Linked DNA regions of Sus scrofa: region 2 is linked to region 1. Evidence: chromatin contacts called from public Hi-C data. All regions are on one chromosome and are shown on one strand. Each heading gives the region's core, a stretch centred on a gene start, on an enhancer-like site or on the middle of the called end of the contact. The rest is flanking DNA. Distances are from core to core; before and after follow the strand shown.

Region 1 (4,236 bases), core at 1,498-3,997:
TTGCTGACCCTGGGTGCATTTTATAGGTGTTCAGGATTTTTGTTCTTATTTTTATCAATTGCTCTCTCTTTTTTTTTTTTTCCCAGCAGCTTGCCACCAACATACATTATAAATGTGATGCTTCTCCATTTTAGAAAAATCCAACATAACTGACCGGCAGCCTGGATTTGGCTTCTGGTTCTGCCATTTTCTTATTCTACACTTTAAAAATATAAACACAGGGGGTGTTCGTTGTGGCTCAGTGGGTTATAGACCTGACATAGTCACTGTGAAAATGTGGATTCGATCCCTGGCCTTGTCCAGTGGGTTAAGGATCTGGTGTGGCTGTGGCCGTGGCCTAAGCTGTAGCTCCAATTTGACCCCTAGCCTGAGAGCTTCCATATGCCACAGGTGGAGCCATAAAAATATAGATAGATAGATAGATAGATAGATAAAATAAACACAGGTAAAATCGTGGTCTGACGGGAACTGCTCCGTAAGAGTGAAAATATATTAGGATGGCATCAGAATAAAGATAACAGGGTGACCATGGGGATTTGGTAGTGCTTCCCATAAAACATTGATGTAAATGGGTATTAGTGTCCTGAGCAGAAACACAGTCTCAAATAAATGGTGTAACTATATCAGAGGAATGAAATTTTAACCTTACATCCACCAACTTGAGCATCCGAGTACATTCAAATCATTTATCCTTATGCTTTAATGAAATTAAAGTGTTTTGAAAGCACTAATCAATTAAGATGTTGAAGAGAGTTTACTTTAAAAATAGGACACACACCCTTTCAATGGAATCAGATAAATTGAATTGGATTGACTTTACCTCTTAATAACCGAGGGGGAAGAGAAGGTGCAAGAGTTAATTCTTGAATGTTTCAGAGGAAGATTTCAAAGAAAAATAAGCATTTTTACTAAGATTTAAAGGACTAGAACAAGACGTAGGCATGCAGCTTTCACCTTAAAAATAGCACACATCGGGAGTTCCCGGTGGCCTAGCGATTAAGGATCCAGCGTTGGCACTGCTGTGGCTTGGGTCACTGCTGTGGCTGGGGTTTGATCCCTGGCCCAGGAACTTCCAGCCCTCCCCCCAAACCAATAGCACACCTGAAGCATTATCTTTAATTTTCATAAAACAGACCCCAGCATCTGAAAAGCTGACAATCCAAACTAGGGAGGTGAGGATGTAGCAAACTGTAAAAATACTGATGTTCGGAATATTCTCCAAAAGCTGTGTGTGGACAGAGTCTCCTACTCTTAGTTGTAAAAAATCAGCATGATAGTAGAATTCTACAAGCAAAGGCTAGAAATCAAAAAGGATGTCTCATGAATTTCTCTATCCAAAATGGTGGCTGTGGTTATGGGTTCTTCCTTCATTTGTGGGTCAGGAGGTCTTTTTTTTTTTTTTTTTTGTCTTTTTATGGCCGATCCTGTGGCATATGGGGGTTCCCAGGCTAGGGGTCCAATCAGAGCTATAGTCGCTGGCCTACGCCACAGCCACAGCCACACAGCATCCGAGCTGCATCTGCGACCTACACCTCAGCTCACGGCAACACCAGATCCTTATCCCACCGAGAGAGGCCAGGGAGCGAACCTGCGTCCTCATGGATGCTAGTCATATTTGTTTCCACTGAGCCACAACAGGAACGCCAGGAAATCTTTTAAGAGATAAAAGGGTGTGTTTTCTCAAGTACAAGTAACTCCCCAGAGAGAGTGGCGAGGGATAGCGTTTACCACGTCGACTTGGCTGGATCTTCACTGTGTCTGTGCTCAACAGCCTAGCCCACTGTGATGTCCTGGGGAGCAGGACCAAATTTTCAGACGTTGCCTCGCTACTCCTGCTAACTCGCCTTTCCCTTATTTACAGCTGTGTCTTCACCATCGTCCTTTACAATGAAGACAAACACCCTGAGCACATCGGTGCCTAATTCCTATTACCCAGGTAACAGATTTTTCCGTTGTTTCACCTCTTCATAACCCCTTAGCAGTCAGAATCAACCAGTGCTCGTGTCCAAGATGCTTTAGAAGCTTAATGTGTTTGATGTGTTGTAACCCGATGCTTTTCTATGGCTTTCTACGGGAAAATTGGGGGGGCCTTTCATCAGTCATTTACTGTTCTTTCTCTTTTTACTTTCTCTGCATTGACCTGCTTATGATGTATGACAGACCCATTTGTGCCAACTGCAATTTTAGGTGAGAACATTTCCCTTTATCACAGTTGATTACAGGAGTAATTTAGAGAGTCAGTGGCCACTCTGTAGGAGTCGGGAGTTTTAATTCTGTTGATGCAGGGATTGTAACCAGGACACGGGGGTGGTGGATGGTCTGGAGGGGTGGGGGGGTGGGGATAGGTAATAAAAAGACTTTCTCCAAGCAGTCTCCATTGCTAAGAAGGGCTGGTCGCATGTGTGTTGGGAATGATACCAAAAGGTTCCGATGAACTATCCCGGCTCTGACGCTCTTCCTTTCTAGGTTCAGAATGTAAAATCAGGTTCGATCCCAAGGAAAAATACAGAATGTCAGCTGTGTACTTGCAAGAGCGGAATTCTGTCCAATGCGACAGTCATAAAAGTGAAAATAGCTTCTTATTATTTTCACTTACTTCTAAGCACTAAAAACTTGCCGTTTCGAAAATAGCATTTTTCTAATTATGCCCAGTGGTGTGCAGAAAAAATGATCCCAGTCAAGTTTTAGCCTCCCTCCCCCTCCTCGGAGCCACGCAGGGCACGCCCAGCGCTCCAAAGTGTCTGTCACCCAGTGGAATTTCAAAGGAGCCGATGTTCTCAACAGCAAAATGACAAGGTGACACTTTATAATCACATGGTTTATTATGTGTCACATGTCACTGGAAGTGACATAATATGTTAGCCCAGTGGGGCAGAATGCAGTGACAGTAGGAAATAGTCCCAGCGGGGGCGGGGGGGGGGAGGCGCTGGGTCCAGATATAAGAAGGGTGAGGAGAAAGGTTGTTGCCTGGCCGTGGCGGAGCCAAACCAGCATGAGCTGCTCTTGCCTTTGAGACGCCCCGTTAACTCATCCTGGCTGTGTTCTCCTTCTAACCTCGCCAAAATCGGCGAAGCACCAATGACGTCGGGCTGTGTCAGGACCCAGCCCAGCCCAGGCTGCATCCTGAGTCCTGCAACTCCTGTTTCCCAGTTCTCTTTACAAGGATTTATATCTCTGCAACATAATTTTCCCCCTGTGCTTCTCTTTTCTCTAAGTTGTTACGATTTTCGTTATTGAGGGTGATTTTTTTTTCTCTTTTATGGTGTTTTCTGGGCTTAATTAAGCAATTTTCTTGCCGGAGACAAAAAAAAAAAAAAAAAAAAAATGAACGAAGACAGAAGTTGAAGAATGAACCTAAACCCGAATTTTTGAATTTGTGTCATTTTGAAGACTAATAAACAAACCCCACTAAAGCTACCACCTTTTAATACCAACTGTAAAGGAACGAAAGCTGTTTTTTTATCTTTTTCCTAAGTGAGGGGCACAGGCTAATCTCAGGCACCCGAACAATGCAATCTACATACAGATGACATTTGCAGACTCTCTTGAAAGGCGAAGATTTGTGATTTCTTTGTGTGCCTGGCACTCATTCCGTAATTCCTCTAGTGGATGTTCTGACCTTGGGGGAGCTGTGAGTGGGGAGGGCTGAGATGTGCATTGTCAGAGGGAAGAAAATGTTCAGATTTCACAGCAGGATTTAGATAAGCTTATTAAACAAATACCATCTTTTAAAGTCAAGGCTTTGTTCTTAGGAACACTAATGACATCTTTTAAAGTTGGTTAGGCTTCTTTACAGAGAGAGCATCATTGAACAGACAATTCACATAGCAAAAATGATGCGCATTGTGAAAAATAAGTCAGCCAGATCAACAAATAACCAGGACCGTGTTGAGTGGGTACCAACATACCCACGTGACCAGTGGCGGTGCTCGGGAACTATGCCTTCCATGTTACTTGGTGCAAAGGTGAATCTACATGTCATATAGGTTATCACTTGAAACAAGGCAAAGAAGATAAGCTACACATCTGCTCTGGCATTTTTTGGAAATAGTGATTTTATAATTTATACCAAGGCAAAAAGACATGTTTGGGGAGTTCCCTTCATAGCTCAGAAGTTAACAAACCTGACTAGGATCCATGAGGACGTGGGTTTGATCCCTGGCTCAGTGTGTTAAGGATCTAGTGTTGCCACGAACTGTAGTGTAGGTTGCAGACGAGGCTTGGATCCTGCATGGC
Region 2 (4,438 bases), core at 1,761-4,260, 360 kb before region 1:
GGGTTTCATCTGCAGAAGTTCTCTTTGGGTTTTTTTTTTTTTAAGGTCTTTTATGTCTTTATGTAAACTCTTTGGACATTTAGAATATAGTTATGATAACTATTATAGTGTCTTTGTCTACTAGTTCCAATATCTCTGTAAGTTCTAGATTCATATCAATGGATTGGTTGATCTCCTTACTATGGGTCCTGTTTTCCTGTTCATTTGCGTGCTTGGTACTTTTTGATTTGGTGTCAGGTACTGTGAACTTGGCATTGTTGAGTACCAGATGTATTTACAGTCCTATAACTATTCTTCAGCTTTGTTTTAGGATGTTATTTGGAAGCCATCGTTATCTTTTTCATCTTGCTTTTAAGACTTGTGAGGCAGACCTGGAGCCATGTGTAGTCCAAGATTGACTGTTCCCCACTAATGAGGCAGGACCCTCCTGGGTCCTCAGAACACAGTGAATTAAGATTTTTCAGAATGGCTGGTAGAACAGGCACTATTCTGGCCCAGTGTGGACACTGTCACCTCAGATCTTCTTGGATGATTCTTTCTCCACACTTGGGTGATTTCCTTAAGTGCTGATGAATACTTAATGAGCACCTAGGGGGGAATGAGCTGTGGGTCTCCAGAGCTCTCTCTCTGTGCAGCTCTCTTTCCTCCTGTACTCTGCCCCACAAATTCTAACCATGTTGGCCTTCAAACTCTGCCTGTCCTTTCAACCCAGGGAATGGTTCCAGCTCTGCCTGAATGCCCCCTGCCCCTGTGCAGTCTAGAGATTCTTTCATGGGAGTAAGTTAGGGTGATCATAGGATTGACTTCATTTGTTTCCCATCTTTCAAAGATCACTCTCCTTCATTGCCTGGAATCCAGTGTCTTGTAAACTGTTGTTTGGGCCATTTTGTCTGTATTTCATTTGTTCCTGATGGTAAAGGTGGCAAGCAGAATTCCCTTTGCAGTGCTTTTCAGATTTTGGAAATGGATCCTTTTCCCCAAAGAGTCTATAACTGGACTAACATTGCCTTTGGAAGATGCCACTGGAATAAGAGAGGACATGGTGTTCTGTTGGTTAAGGACCATTTACCTGATGTGCTTGTCCTGAGAAACTGGAGTCTCAGCATTAACATGGCAAAGGGTTGACATAGAGATGCTTCAGTCCAGTTATCTTCAAACTAGAATTTTTAAAAACCATCATGTGCTCCCCTCATGCACTTATAAATTGAATGCAGAGTTTTTCATAAGTCTCAATGTGTGTTAAGGATGTAATTACCAGTAAACTATAAATATTGACATTTTGATATAAGATGAATAATTATTCTATAACAATAATATAATGAAAAAATAATATAAATATAATAAATATGTCATCTGGAATCTGAATACCAAAGTAATTTCAGGCCCATTATTTTCACTTTAAATCATGAGAAAGTTCTTTAAGATCTAGAAATTTTATATCCCCTCTTTCTTCTTGGTGTCGTATTTTCATTCCACTTTCCCCATTTTCTATTATTTTCTGTCCTGTGTTTGCTTCTCTAACATATTCATGCATCACCCTATTTTGTTTCTCTACATCTAAAATAAACACTTACCTGAGTACTTTTTAAATTTTTTTACTATTTCTTTCATTTACTATTTCCCATGACCACAAAGTTTTGTGTTTTAAAATCAAATTTTTCTGGAATGCATGTCATTACAATTATCAGCAGCACAAAATTGATCCAAACAACATAAGTAGATAAAGGATTAACAGATAATATTTTACCATGGAGACCGACATTTTATTTGAAATGCATCTCTTTGGGAAAAGAAGGTCTTGTGTTTTTTCTAGTTAGTCTCCTTTCTTATAGGTGATAATTATTTATTGCTAGAATAAGTCCAGGTCAATAGATTACAGTGATAATCTAGGTAAATTTGATATGTAGGAAGTACACAGCAGTAGCTCCTAAAATATATGTATATATATATTATGTGAAATACAAAATATGACATATGACTTCTGTACATAATTTATTTGAAGTTTTGTGACTTTCAGAGACAGTGCACTTTTTGCATGGGGGTGGATATGTACAAGAGTCTTAGATACCATTTGGGACCATATATTGGTAATTGGGGCTCTTTTATAGTAATATACAGTTGACTGCCATATAAGCCTAAACTTATACAATGGATAAGATAGAAACATGGCTTTTATTATAATAAGAGGACTGCTAGCTTTGTGAAGGATTTTCAATGATTCCATTTACAAAATGCTTTCTCTGCTGTGGTCATATCTATTCCATGAAATGACACATACCATCCTAAGGATGCACTTTGGCCCTCCTGTTGTCCTGTCCCAGTGTGATGGATAGGACCGTCTCCAGTAGGATAATTGGGGTCACACTATAAACTTGGACTTGTCTTTGCACCATGTGATTCTCAGAAGTGGTGGAATTTGGGCACAGGTCCCAGCAGCCGTCACACGCACCTCTGGGCAGTGTTAATTTCACTGCTGGTCTTGGCTGGGAATGAGTTACAGGGAGGCCAGTAGGTACCAAGGATGCAACCCTTTCTATTCCAGCACTTAAGGATGAAAAAGGCTTCCTGCCAGACAGGAATCCTCTGCCATGGAGATGGTCACGTGGAAAACCTTGTTTGTCCTTAACCTTCCACCCTTGGCCCAGATTGGCCTAGGGATTTTACAGATTATCTGCTCCTTCCCCCAGGGTGAAATTAGTTTGCTTTTGTCTTGGCCAGAATCCTCTTTGGAAGGAGCTTTCAACTCACGTTGTCAGGGAAAGATATAACTTTATTTCTAGAGAATATTCCAGATAACTACACTGGTTCTTCTAAACAAGCTGAGGGTTTTTTGTTTGGTTTTTGTTTTTGTTTTTAAAGAGACTTGGGGTGAAAAGTAGTTCAGAGAGTAAAGAAGACATTATTAATTTCCTTGGCTAGATCTGGGTATTATTGCTTCTCCATGAGCGGTTTGAAATTTATGTAAAAGTACCTTGGCCCACAGAGGATCAGCAGTCTGGCCAGGTGCAAACTCGAGTCCTCATGGGGGGCATTTTTGTGGGAAGGCAGCAAGGCTTCTGGGGCAGATACTCTGGGGTCCAGGGAGGCCTTGAAAGTGCTGATTTCAAGCAGGTAATCTTGGGGGCTCCATCATAGTCATGTCCTCAACATTTAAGATCAATGTCTATTGCAGACAGATTCAAAAAGCTCTTTCCCCGGAATAACACAAAAATAAGAGCAAAGGGGATTTAACAATGTCCAGTGAATAGCTTTCTTGGGTTACTGTCCCAAGAAGCAGAGAGTCCACATCCTAAGGTGACCGTCTTTGAAAAAAGAGATTCTTGAAAATTGAAAAAAAAAATTTTTTTATTGCTCATTGTTTTCACCATAATTTTCAGGGTTTTCTTCTCTCTTTTTCTCATTTTTTTTTTTTTTACTTTCCTTTTAGTTAGTAGTAAGACTAGTCCTATCTAGACTAGCGAGGTGCATTAAAATCAGTAACACAAAGACCCCTGCGGGCCTTGCAGAGGAACTATGAATCCATGTAAGGCTCAAGCACTGCCCTCAACCTGATCTATTGTATCTTACAAACTTTTTCCAATTATCTATAGCAATACAAAAATTAATAAAATGATATTTTAAACATTTAAAAATTCAGTTATAAATGAGGGAGGGGGATAACTTAGGAGTTTGGGATTACCATGTATACCCTAGCAAATATAAAAGAGGTAACCAACAGGGACCTACCGTATAGCACAGGGAACTCTACTCGGTATCCTGTAATAACCTATCATAGAAAAGAATCTGAATCTGAAAAAGTTATACATACATATATATATATATAAATATAACTGAATCACTTTGCTATACACTTGAAACTAACACAATATTGTAAATTAACTATACTTCAGTAATGTTTTTTAAAATTGAGTGGTACTTGTAGATCCCTGTCCAGTTACTAAGGTTAAAATTCTGCCTTGCCATTTATGATAAAACAAGACATCACTTCACATACGACTCTCTTCTGGGGCGTGGCGAGGGGAGAAAGCCCTTGTGGCCCCAAGTGCTTTGTCCAGGCCGACTTAGAGCAGGTGGACACCTGCTTCCAGGTGAATGGTCTGGCCCAGAGCCAGGGATCATCACTATGCTTTCCAGACCTGTTTTCCTTCCTGGACCTATGCCAAAGGCTTAAACATGTCTGTCTGTCTGTTTTAAGGACATGGAGATACAGGTCTTCTGCTCAGGCTGGTGTAAGGCTTACCATCATTTCCCACGGGGCGGCTGTCTGTGCAGCGGAGACCAAGGTCTCTGTCCAGCCGTTAACGGAGGAAGTTGTTGGGAGGAAGGGCTCAGAGCCAGGAGGCAGAACTACACAGCATTCCTAATTTAGTTGCCATTTATCACTAAGAGAGAGAGGCCCTGGTTCCCAAACTGTGTGCCAGGGCACCCTGGAGCAGTG

What was found. Hi-C and Micro-C count contacts between places; a contact is called where the count stands out from the background.
Region 2: a Hi-C map of fetal heart ventricle shows a contact between it and region 1, with 2.9 times the contacts expected there. The contact joins two enhancer-like sites. A contact is called at or near these places in 2 of 47 Hi-C or Micro-C datasets (fetal heart ventricle and heart right ventricle).

What each region holds. Positions count from the first base shown.
Region 1 is chr6:99,498,457-99,502,692 of Sscrofa11.1, reverse strand. It overlaps PTPRM (receptor-type tyrosine-protein phosphatase mu), which reads left to right. Exons shown (of 36, transcript XM_021097712.1): 18 at 1,862-1,936; 19 at 2,161-2,187. Among named protein-coding and RNA genes, the nearest start is that of RAB12, 260 kb to the right of the region's middle. Within about 2 kb of position 2,747, at least 4 of the 83 cell types and tissues checked have an H3K27ac peak or open chromatin away from gene starts, as enhancers often do.
Region 2 is chr6:99,854,628-99,859,065 of Sscrofa11.1, reverse strand. All of the region lies in intron 2 of PTPRM (receptor-type tyrosine-protein phosphatase mu), which reads left to right. Among named protein-coding and RNA genes, the nearest start is that of PTPRM, 240 kb to the left of the region's middle. Within about 2 kb of position 3,010, at least 2 of the 83 cell types and tissues checked have an H3K27ac peak or open chromatin away from gene starts, as enhancers often do.